2 separate regions of the Mus musculus genome follow, and region 2 is linked to region 1. Evidence: chromatin contacts called from public promoter capture Hi-C data. All regions are on one chromosome and are shown on one strand. The core of a region is the stretch at or near the end of the contact, and the rest is flanking DNA. Distances in the headings are between cores, read along the strand shown.

The links. Promoter capture Hi-C pulls out the DNA fragments that hold promoters and counts their contacts.
Region 2: a contact with region 1 is called in a promoter capture Hi-C map of liver, with 4 times the contacts expected there. The contact joins the promoter of Pkmyt1 here to the promoter of Zfp948 in region 1. A contact is called at or near these places in 5 of 39 promoter capture datasets (the HPC-7 cell line, cranial neural crest, frontonasal cranial neural crest and 2 more).

What each region holds. Positions count from the first base shown.
Region 1 is chr17:21,564,218-21,569,492 of GRCm38.p6, reverse strand. Zfp948 (zinc finger protein 948) reads right to left here and starts at 2,515. Exons shown (of 6, transcript NM_001002008.2): 1 at 2,248-2,515; 2 at 366-444.
Region 2 is chr17:23,723,360-23,728,634 of GRCm38.p6, reverse strand. It overlaps Pkmyt1 (protein kinase, membrane associated tyrosine/threonine 1), which reads right to left and starts at 2,299. Exons shown (of 8, transcript NM_023058.3): 1 at 1,994-2,299. 1520401A03Rik (elastin) reads left to right here and starts at 2,184. Exons shown (of 41, transcript XM_017317755.2): 1 at 2,184-2,496.

The sequences.
Region 1 (5,275 bases), core at 1,266-3,765:
AGAATAATAAAAGATCCAAAAATTATTAAACATTACATCTGGAGGTCTTAATTTATAATTTTATAACATATGAAAATCATTGAAATGAAAATCATTTAATATTGGTATGTAGATCAGTGATATGCGTGGAATAAGGACAGCATCACTCACACGCACAGTCAAGTAAAATCGTATTGCCACCTAGCATCAGTTCTTCTGAACAAAGTCTTCTCACTTCTACAATAGGATAATCCTGAAGAGATTTTTGTCAGTGGAAGTCTCCAGAACTATTTCTAGTGAAACAGAAGGCGGCAAAACTGATTTCATGTCCCACTTCCACATTCACTTGAATCCCTTACCATCCCTTCACCAATCCTCCAACATACCTGGATCCTTAGCTACTGTGTTCTCCCTCTCCACCTTCTAGGTTTCCACAGATAAGCAGGTCTGGGTGATCAGCGAACCCTGTACATGAGAAAGTGATTCTTCAAAAAGCACCTGGATTTGTAACATAGTACTGTGATCAGTAGGTTAAGAGAGGATTGCACAATGATCCCCCCCAATTCTCATGCAGTTTCAGAATATTGAAAATATTTAGAAAGCATTTTTGGTTAGCATAAGTTGAACCTCACTTCTATTTATAGATCAGTGAAAGCTGGTGGGCAAAAATGAAATGGAATGATATGGATGAGAATATTATATACTAGGGAGGTCGTTATTTATCCTGGACTAAAAATGATGGACGCCTTATACCCCCAAAGGGATTAAAAATCCTTATACCCCCAAAAGCTTGCAAAATAAAACACCAAAAACCCTGAGGAGGAGCAAGGGAGGCTGGAAGCAAACTATTCTCACCCATACAAACCAGACGGCTGTAATTCTGCAACATCCAGTCTCTGTACAAAGCCTCCCCAGCATGGTCCTGACATTGCCCCTCCTTCTTGAAGAAGTCCACAGTCACACCAGTGGCTGTGAACTGACCACAAAGTACAAAACAGCAGTAAAAATATTTGTCTTGGTTCACACCTTTAATCCTAGCACTCAGGAGACAGAGTTGGGTGGAACTCAGTGACTTCCACTCCAGCCTGGTCTACAAGGTGAGTTTAGTCCAGATGTAGCAACAGAATGGGCTCAGGGATCAAACACAGCAAACAAAAGAACTAAAAAATTACAGTTTGGTTGTATGTCCATAGAGTCCTTTACTAGAAAGGAGACAAAAGACTACTATTGACATTTTTCTAATATAGAAGAGTTAATTTTTCAAAAGACGCTTTATAGTTTTATAGTTTACAACAATACGTTTCATTCGTGTTTTCATTTTTCTTCTCCCGTTTCCAATAGACGGGATTTCTCCATAGCCCTGACTGTCCTTAAACCATGTCTGTATACCAGGATGACAAGGATCTTCTAGACCTACCTGCCTGTTTCCCAAGATAGGGATTAAAGATTTGTGCTTATAATGTCCTTTCTAACTGTGAACTGTAACAGATGTGCAGCTTAGTTGTCATGTGGGCCCTGTAACAACTGGAGCAGAGCCTGTCTCTGACTCTGTTGTCTGCCTTTGGATTCCTTTTCCAACTGGGCAGTCTTGTCTAGCCTCAATGGTAGATAAGCCTAGTCCTACTGCAACTAGACTGGCTGAGCCACTGGACTCCTCCCCTTCTCTGAGGAGAAATGGAGGAGGAAATTGGTGGAGGAGAAGCAGGAGGAATGGACTGGGAGGAGAGGAAGTGGGGGGAGGGGTGGTGTTTGCGATAGAAGTGTAAAGTAAATAAATTAATAATGAGAAATAAAAGTTTACTTATAAATGTTAATGTTCACAACCATACCTATGTAATTTGCAAAAATAAAATATTCTTTCAGATTATTTGCAACCACTCCTTTATATATAGTATCTAAAAGATATCCGGGGATGCCAAGTCACTGTAAGTCTCCTGGTAAAACAGGCCAGTTAGAGTGAATGAATGTAAATTTCAAGAGCTTTTTCCTTTTAACCTGAACAAACAGAATTGGTTTTCAAAAATCAATACATAAATTCAAATATTCTACTACAGTATTCTAATAGGAACATTTGGCATTCAGAAGTCAATTTAAAAAAAAAAAAAAAAAAAAACAGGATTAGTCCGATTTATGTGAGCTAAAAGTTCTCGACAAGGGAAGAAAGACATCTACAGCAGAATTCCCGAGCCAGGTTCCTTAGAAGCAGAAGACAAACCGATCACACCCTGTTCCCTTCCCGCCCTTTTCCAACCCCACAGCTCCTCTGACCTGGGCGGTTCCAGGGCCGCCTGGCTCCGGTTCTCGCCGCTTTGCGACTGATTGCTGATTCCTCCAGGATGCCCCGCAAGGCACCCGCGGCTGCCTGGAGTTTTAGCTTCCCACGAAGTCCTCTGTGTCCTCTGACCCCAGGTCTGAACCACGCGATTCCCCACGGGGCAGGGCCGCGAGCTCTGGACCTGACAGGTCCTTGACACTTCTGGTTCTTCGTCCCACGTTTCCAGCCTCCCACACCCAGTTTCCAGCTTCCGTTCACGTCACTGCCCTAACTCCTCCCACTGGGAATACTCCTCCCACTCGGAACACTATGTTTTCCACCCCCACCTAATGTCTAACAACCTTCCACCATGTTTCTGGGTGAATATCCCTGCCCCGCGAACACGTCCCTCCCACTTTGTCTCAGGCTTCCTGCCATACAGCTCCAGCTGTCAGGCTGCTTCGGACCCGCTATGCACAGCCTCCCAGTGGCCACTGTCTGCCTAGACCAGAACTGGGCCTAATAGGACGCTGCACCCCGGTATCTGATCCCCATCCTGGGTACTGAATCCTTTAGATGCAAAATAGCCTAAAACTAGCCTCTAGGACACATACTTCATACCAAACAATAACAGGCTAACTTGAGAAGCCAGAGTCCCATTCCCAACACACAAACATAGGAAGCCAATACCAAATTCTGAAAATTTGACTATGGTACAGACATTCAAAGAACTTGGATTTTGAAAAAAAAAAAGAAAGGTGTCTAAAGAAGTCAGTAGTCATCGTTTTGTCATCAGCATAGGGCTGAAGTCATCCCGCACTGTACTGCTTTCACCACTAGATGTCATTTTACTAACTCAGAAAGGCATTTGTCTTCTGTGAGTCATTCACGAGGCTCTTTTCTCATGACAGATTTCTGGTGGATGCAGACTCTTGGCTAGCCCAGTCGCAAAAAAAAAAAAAAAAAAAAAAAAGTAAAGTACGTGGTTCTAGTCATAAAAAAGTCTGTTACTCTATAACAACTCCAGCTCTGGGAACACTGAGGAAGAAGAGTAGGTTAGGAAATAAGGGAAAGAGGGAAAAGGGCTAAGACACACCATCCTCTAGATCCCATACAACTATTGTAATCAGTAACCAACAGCAACTGTCCTTCCCTGCACTGGCCTCACACAAGACCACAGTCAGTCTAGGAAGTGGAACAGCTCTCTATATGTTGGCTATGGATAGAGTGTAGAAGAATCACTGCCTTTAGTTGTCATCCTATACTGAGCACATCAGACTCCAGCAAGGTCTCACAAATGACTCTGGTTCATCTCAGTGATCCCAGGCAAAAATGAATGGAGATGAACACAGTAGAGTGACTGTTGGAACTGTGGACCATAGTGAAGAGGTAGGAGGTGAGAGTGGCAGTATTTGAAGTGGGCACAGAAACACACAATGCTGTCATGTGTGTGTGTCTGTGTTTGTGATATATCTAATAATAGAAAAGGGGGGGGGGTATTTATTCATCCATTCATTATAGACAGAGTTTCTCTGTGTGTACCTGTGTTTAAAAGCTGGTGCTAAGCCGGGTGTGGTGGCGCACACCTTTGATCCTAGCACTCGGGAGGCAGAGGCAGGTGGATTTCTGAGTTAGAGGCCTGCCTGGTCTACAAAGTGAGTTCTAGGACAGCCAGGGCTAAACAGAGAAACCCTGTCTCAAAAAAACAAAAACAAAACAAAACAATACAAAACAAAACAAAACAAAAAAACGGTGCTAATGTGACCAGATCAATTGTTTAATTTTAACACCAGTGTGAGATTTCTTTTTGGTTGTATCACTATGTGGTGGGATTTTTGTTTTTTGAGACATGCTGGCCTGGAAGTCACTGAGATTAGCGTTCCCTGCCTCTGGAATGCTAGGATTGATTCAAGGCATACTCCACCATGGCAGGTTCAGTATCTCGTTTACTATCAGGTAATAGAGTTTAAGAGTCTTGATTGTTGTGTGTGTGTCAAGAAATATTAAGTGTTAAGCTGATTTGTTGTTAGTTCTTTGGAGTTCTGATAGACTCCTGTCATTCTACTCATGGAGTTCTTTTAAGGATGGCATCTTATAATTGCTTCAGTCCCATTGTTTCTCTTAGTTTTATTTATATTATTTATTTCACATTGTTTATATTTGGCATGTTATATACATCATTTCAATTAGAGTATTCTATTTAGTAAAATAGAAGTCTTTAATATCAGTAAACAGAAGATCTTATTAGCACATTTCTATCAAGTTAGTTGAGCCTTTACCTTGCGTAACTATCAGAACCTTATGAGCTGGGCAGTGGTGGCATATGCCTTTAATTCAGGCACTCAGGAGGTCTCTGTGAGTTCCACATCAGCCAAAGTTACACAATTGAAACCCTGTCTCTACAAACAAACAAACCAACAAGCCAATCAAACACATAAGAAAACAGTATGTATAGTCAGGCAAGGTCTTGTAAGCCTTCAAACCAAGCACTCAGAAGGCAGGAACAGGGGAACTCTGTGTTCAAGGCCCCCCTCGTCTAAATAGAGAATCTAGGACATCTTGCAATACACAGAGAGATCCTGCCTCAAAATAAAACAGACTCTTCCCTGAGGAGGAGCTTGTATGAACCCAGAATCAGCCTGCAAGCTTCCAAAGCAAGAATCTAACCAACAGTCTTACTCAGTTATGATGCCGATAAACCAAATCAACAATCATCTTGGCAGGACAACTCTAAGGGTGCAGTAACAACAAACTCATGTTGGTGGTAAACAACAGCTCTCTAGTTGGATTTAAAACACTCTTAACAAAAGAAAACCATGACTGGTACTGGAAACATAGCTACCTACTCAGTGCTGGTGAAATCAGGAATCTTACAGGAGACCAACAACCACCACTTTACTAAAGCAGCATAATCCCTAATAAAAATCTAAACATCTTTTCCTTGTACCAACAAATAAATGTAGGCTTCTTCCCTCATCAAAGAAACTTCTCTTTCAACAGAGACCACTACAAAAAAAAAATCCACAACAAATCAAAATGTAG
Region 2 (5,275 bases), core at 1,050-3,549, 2.2 Mb before region 1:
TTATTTAAAAGCTACTAGTCATTATAGGTCAAACCAAGGGGCTAACACACGTCAGGAAAGCATTCTACCAGAGCTATAGCCTCAGCCCTACATCTGTTTGCTTTCTTTCTTTTTTTGTTTTTTGTTTTGTTTTGTTTTGTTTTTCGAGACAGTGTTTCTCTGTGTAGCCCTGGCTGTCCTGGAACTCCCTTTGTAGACCAGGTTGGCCTTGAACTCAGAAATCCACCTGCCTCTGCCTCCCAAGTGCTGGGATTAAAGGCGTGCGCCCCCACCGCCCGGTTCATCTGTGCTTTCTAAATCTGAGATGTATTTTATTTTATTTTTTTGAGACAGTGTCTCTAGTTTAGGCTGTCTTCAAGCTCCCTCACTGTGCAGCCAAGGAAAACTGTGAGGTTTTGATCCTCCGGACACCACCTTCAGGGAACTAGGATCACAGACATGTCCTACTACATTTAGTTTATGCAGTGCTGTATATCAAACTCAGGACATGATTCATGTTAGACAAATGCTAAACCAACTGACTTATTACTATAACTCCAGGTCCTAAATCTGGGATATTTTGAATTATGAAGAGCACCTGGCACCAGGAGTTTGTGGAGCTGCAACTCTGCACAGACATACAGAACGCTGAAGGACTTAAGACATAAATGCTAACTGCTGTCTTTCTTAATCAGTGCTTTAGATAATAGTTGAAATGACTCAAGTATAGTAGTGCCCTGGTGTCAGTATCTTTGTGCCCCTTGGGGCAAAAGAGGGTGTTGGGTTGCTCCAATGTTGTAATTGAAACAAAGGCAAAAAAGCAATAGAAAGTGTCCATTTTAGGGGAAGCCACAATGTATCAAAGGAGCCACACCTAACCTCTAGTAGTAGCTAGATCAAATTACTACTTAGGTTAAGTACTTAAGAGGCTTGCTGGAAGGCCCTCTTGTTATGGATCTATTTACTTCAAGAATCCCATCCCAGAGGTGGCCTTTAGCTTAGTGATAGAGTACATGCCTGGCACCATCAGCGTCCTGCATTTGATGCCCACCCTAAGAAAAAAAAAAACAAATCCCATCCCAGGTCTTCTGTAAGGATCCACGATCATGCTTGTTAATTAAACCTACAGTCTTGAAGGGGACGTGGGTGGGGGAGGTAAGAGTACTTGCTGCCCTTCCAAAGGACCAGGTTTGATTCCCTGACACACAAGCGTCTGTAACTCCAATTCCAAAGGGATCTGACACCCTTTTCTGACCTATGTGGGCACTAGGCACAAACAGACAAAAATACACATGCATTAAAAAGAGTAAAAACTTTTTTTTTTTAAAGGAAGAAGGAATACAGTCTCCATGCCTAGCACCTGGGAGTCCATCACCTTCTGTTTCAGCCAGAGAGACCATTCCCTCTCAATGCCATTTTCATTTCAACATCACTGGTCATTTACATTCTAATACCTCTGGCCTGGTCAAACAGCTTTTATGGGGTGAGAAGGGTTGGTAGTGGAGTCCCGGCTGAGTACAGAGTGTCCCTGAGCCACTGGGTTTCCAGGGACCTCACCCTCTTACTGAGCTGTACCCATCTGTTGACCACCATCTAGCGTTAGACTGTGAGTTTCTCCCGTGCAGGGCCACTGCTGAATCCGTTCGGTAGGCGAGGGGGAACTCTGACAAACCATTGCGTAAACAGGCTGTCACCCGGGGGTGGAGGGGCTCTTCCCAGAGAGCCGCGGGAGAAAGAGAGGCAGTGCTGGAAAAGGAGCGCCCAATGGGAAGGGACAGGGGACCCGCGGGAGTAGGCGGGGCGTGGGCGACAGCGCTGACCTGGAGTCATCCGAGGGCTAGTCCGGCCCGTGACAGACACGGAGGGGTGGGGCTGCTGCAGGGGGGTGGGGGGGTGACCGGATACTGAGAAGAGGCCGGAGGGCAGTCGCGGGGCGCAGCGCGGCAGGAGCGCGGGCCAGGGCGCCGGCGGAAGAGCGGCGCAACCGGGAGATCTCACCCGGGTGTGGGCTCACCTGGGGAGGCTGGGCGTGGCGCAGCGTGGCGCAGCGTGGCGCAGCAGCGAGGTCCCAGGTTCCGGGTCGGCGGGGGCCGCTGGGGACCTCACAGAGGCCAGGCAGGCCGGGGTCGGGCAGCGGGGCCTCTGGACACCGGGACGAAGCACCCTCCAAGAAGGGGAACCGCCCGTGAACGCGCGCGGAGCCAGCTCGCGCCAAAAATTCCAAACCGGCCTCGAGGCCCCGCCCAGGCTCGCCCGTGGTCCCGCCCCCGCCTGGTGCAGCGGGTCTAGCGCCCGGGGCATTGGCCCCGCCTCGCGTCTTGCGTGCGCACCGAGGTCTCCCCGCCTCCGAAGTTTGCCGGAGCGCTCTCACTGCGCAGACGCAACTCTTCGAGGCCTATTGCGGCGGGAACGATCCTTGGCCCCTCTCTGTCGGTATTTGTCGGCCTTCACACTATGGTCCCCACACCAGCTGCTCTCTATTGGCTGCCTTAATATTCGTGTCCATAAAAGGGGCAGGTAAGGGCCCTGCAGCCAAGTGGCATCTCCTCAAGGAGTTGCCACTGGGGACAGCACAAGCGAATGTCCCACTACTTATAATCTTATGCATATTCAGACACCGGTCTTCATCATCCCAGGATAGCGATTGGTAGCGCCTGTTCTAAGACGGTGGAGTCTCCTTGTAAATAGGCTGTCTGAGGCCGATTCTTACATCCTTTAGCTCAGAACCTTGTGCTCAACTGACTCCTCTCAGTCACTTCCTGGCCTCACAACCTCTGGTACATGATGGGTTGTCACTTTTCTTCTAAACGTGGAGCCGAGGAACCTAGGACAATTTCTTTAAAGAAGGTCTGCACAGAACAAAGTGGGGTGGAGCTTGCTTCATGGAGAAAGGGACCTTTATTGATTTCAACTAGAAGTGAAAAATCATGCTTTATAGCCAATCTCTCTAAAATGCTCCTGCAATCTCTTGGAACAACAGTGGGAAGGAAGGCCAGGCCCTACTTAAGCCTGAGATCAAGAGCTGGGGTACCGCCCACCTCCAAGCCCTTCCCTTTGCTTTAGTGACTTTGAGAGCCAGAACAGTTGTGACTTGGTCTAGTCCTTGTTGAGAACCCTAGACAGGTCCCTCTCCAACTATTTAGAGCTATTTTCTGCCAGCTCCGTTTTCTGGACAGGCCTCCCCTTCTTCCAACCATTTATTCCTCAAAGTCTAATTCATAATGATTAAAACACACTAACACACACACAGTAACAAAAAACAAAACAAAACAAAACAAACAAACAAACAAAAAACTGCACTGGTACATGTCTATACCCCAAGCACAGAGGCGGCTGAGGCAGAAAGGTCACATGAGCCTAGGAATTGGAGGCCAGTGGGTACTATAACAATATTCCTGGGGCTGGAGAGATGGCTCAGTGGTTAAGAGCACTGACTGTTCTTCCAGAGGTCCTGAATTCAATTCCCAGAAACCACATGGTGGCTCACAGCCATCTGTAATGCCTTCTTCTGGTGTGCCTGAAGACAACTACAGTGTACTCACATACATAAAATAAATAAAATCTTAAAAAAAGAAAGAAAGAAAAAGAAAACTCAATTAAAACAAAACAAAACAAAAAAACGAAACAAGATGCCTGTCCTCAGATAAACCACTAAGTAAAAGTTGGGTAAAGTGGTGTATAGCTCTGTAATCCCAACACTGAAGACCTGGGGAGGCTGAGGCAGGGGTAATCTCTGAGTTTGAGGCCACCCTGATATATATCAGAAGTTCTAGGCCAGCCTGGGCTACATAGTGAGACTTTGTCTCAAAACCCGGCACAGTTTTATCAATTTGAACCCTGTCTCATAAAGAAACTAGGGAAGAAGTAGAAAGGCTAGGCTGTCAGCTAGCAGGTGTGAAGCCCTTGGTTCAATCCCCAGCGCTACAGGGAGAAATAAAAGCATTTTATTTCAGTGGCATACATCAGAAAACATCTCACTCTGCAGAGAAGGCTGCACTAGACACCTAGTAAATATAGATTAACAGCAGTTACAGGTAAGTGGACAGACATCCTGTGAGGGAACTAAAGGCTGTAGTGTTGCTCTGCCAGTCTCCACATGTGTAAAATGAATAATAGCTCCTCCTTGCTGGAAGAAACGAGCATCAACTGAGAAAATATATGTGAACTGCTTTTGTTAGAGGAGAGGCAGACCAGAGAGATCTGTGCTTTTCTGCCCAGGTTCATGGTCTTATCTGTCTTTTTTTTTTTTAAAGATTTATTTATTTATTATGTGTAAGTAGACTGTAGCTGTCTTCAGACACTCCAGAATAAGGAGTCAGATCTTGTTACGGATGGTTGTGAGCCACCATATGGTTGCTGGGATTTGAACTCCAGACCTTCGGAAGAGCAGTCGGGTGCTCTTACCCACTGAGCCATCTCACCATCCCTGTCTTTTTTAAAAAACAAAAACAAAAACAAAAAACAGAAGGCCAGAAAGCAAAAGTTTGATTTAGAAAGTGAAAGTTGACATGGAGCAGCAGCAGAGGGACAGTTGATTGGTTTAGTGCTTTTGATCAGTAGAGGTGAGAGCCGCTAGAGTTCTCAACCTGAGGGTCGAGACCCATTTGAAGCTATCTAAAGAACTTTTCACAGAGGTTGCCTAAGACCGTCAGAAAACACAGATATTTACATTACAGTTCATAACAGTAAAACATTTACAGTTATGAAGTGGCAACAATATTGATTCTATGGTTGGGGGTCACCACAACGTGAAGATCTGTATTAAAGGGTTGAAGCTGTAGGGTGACTGAGAACCACTGCTCTAGTGTAAGAGTTCTCTCCCATTGATGCAAAATGGGCCCACGGGTTGCATCAGTCAAGACAAGAGCAGCTGCTGGTTAAGTCAGGAGTCACCTCTACCCATACTGCGATGGCACAGACAGAGGCATGTTCCCAAGGGGATCAAAACCAGGACTCTTAGCTGGGCATGGCAGTGCATGCCTTTAATCCCAGCACTCAGAGCCAGAGCAGGCTGATCTCTCAGAGTTCAGGGCCAGCCTGATTTCTGTTATAAGTCTCAGGCCAGTCAAGACTACATGTAGAGACCTAGTCTCGACAACAATAAAACCAAAAAACAAAACCCTAGGACTCTTGCACTGGAAACCTCAAACCTCCCCTAGGTGCTCAATTCTGCAAGCCTCACCCCTCATCCAGGGGAGACCCCCCCCAAACACTCCCAATTACACTTCACCATAACAGTACCACAGAACTGCACACACTTCTCAGACTCTTAGAAAGAGTCTCTCGCTCAGATGGG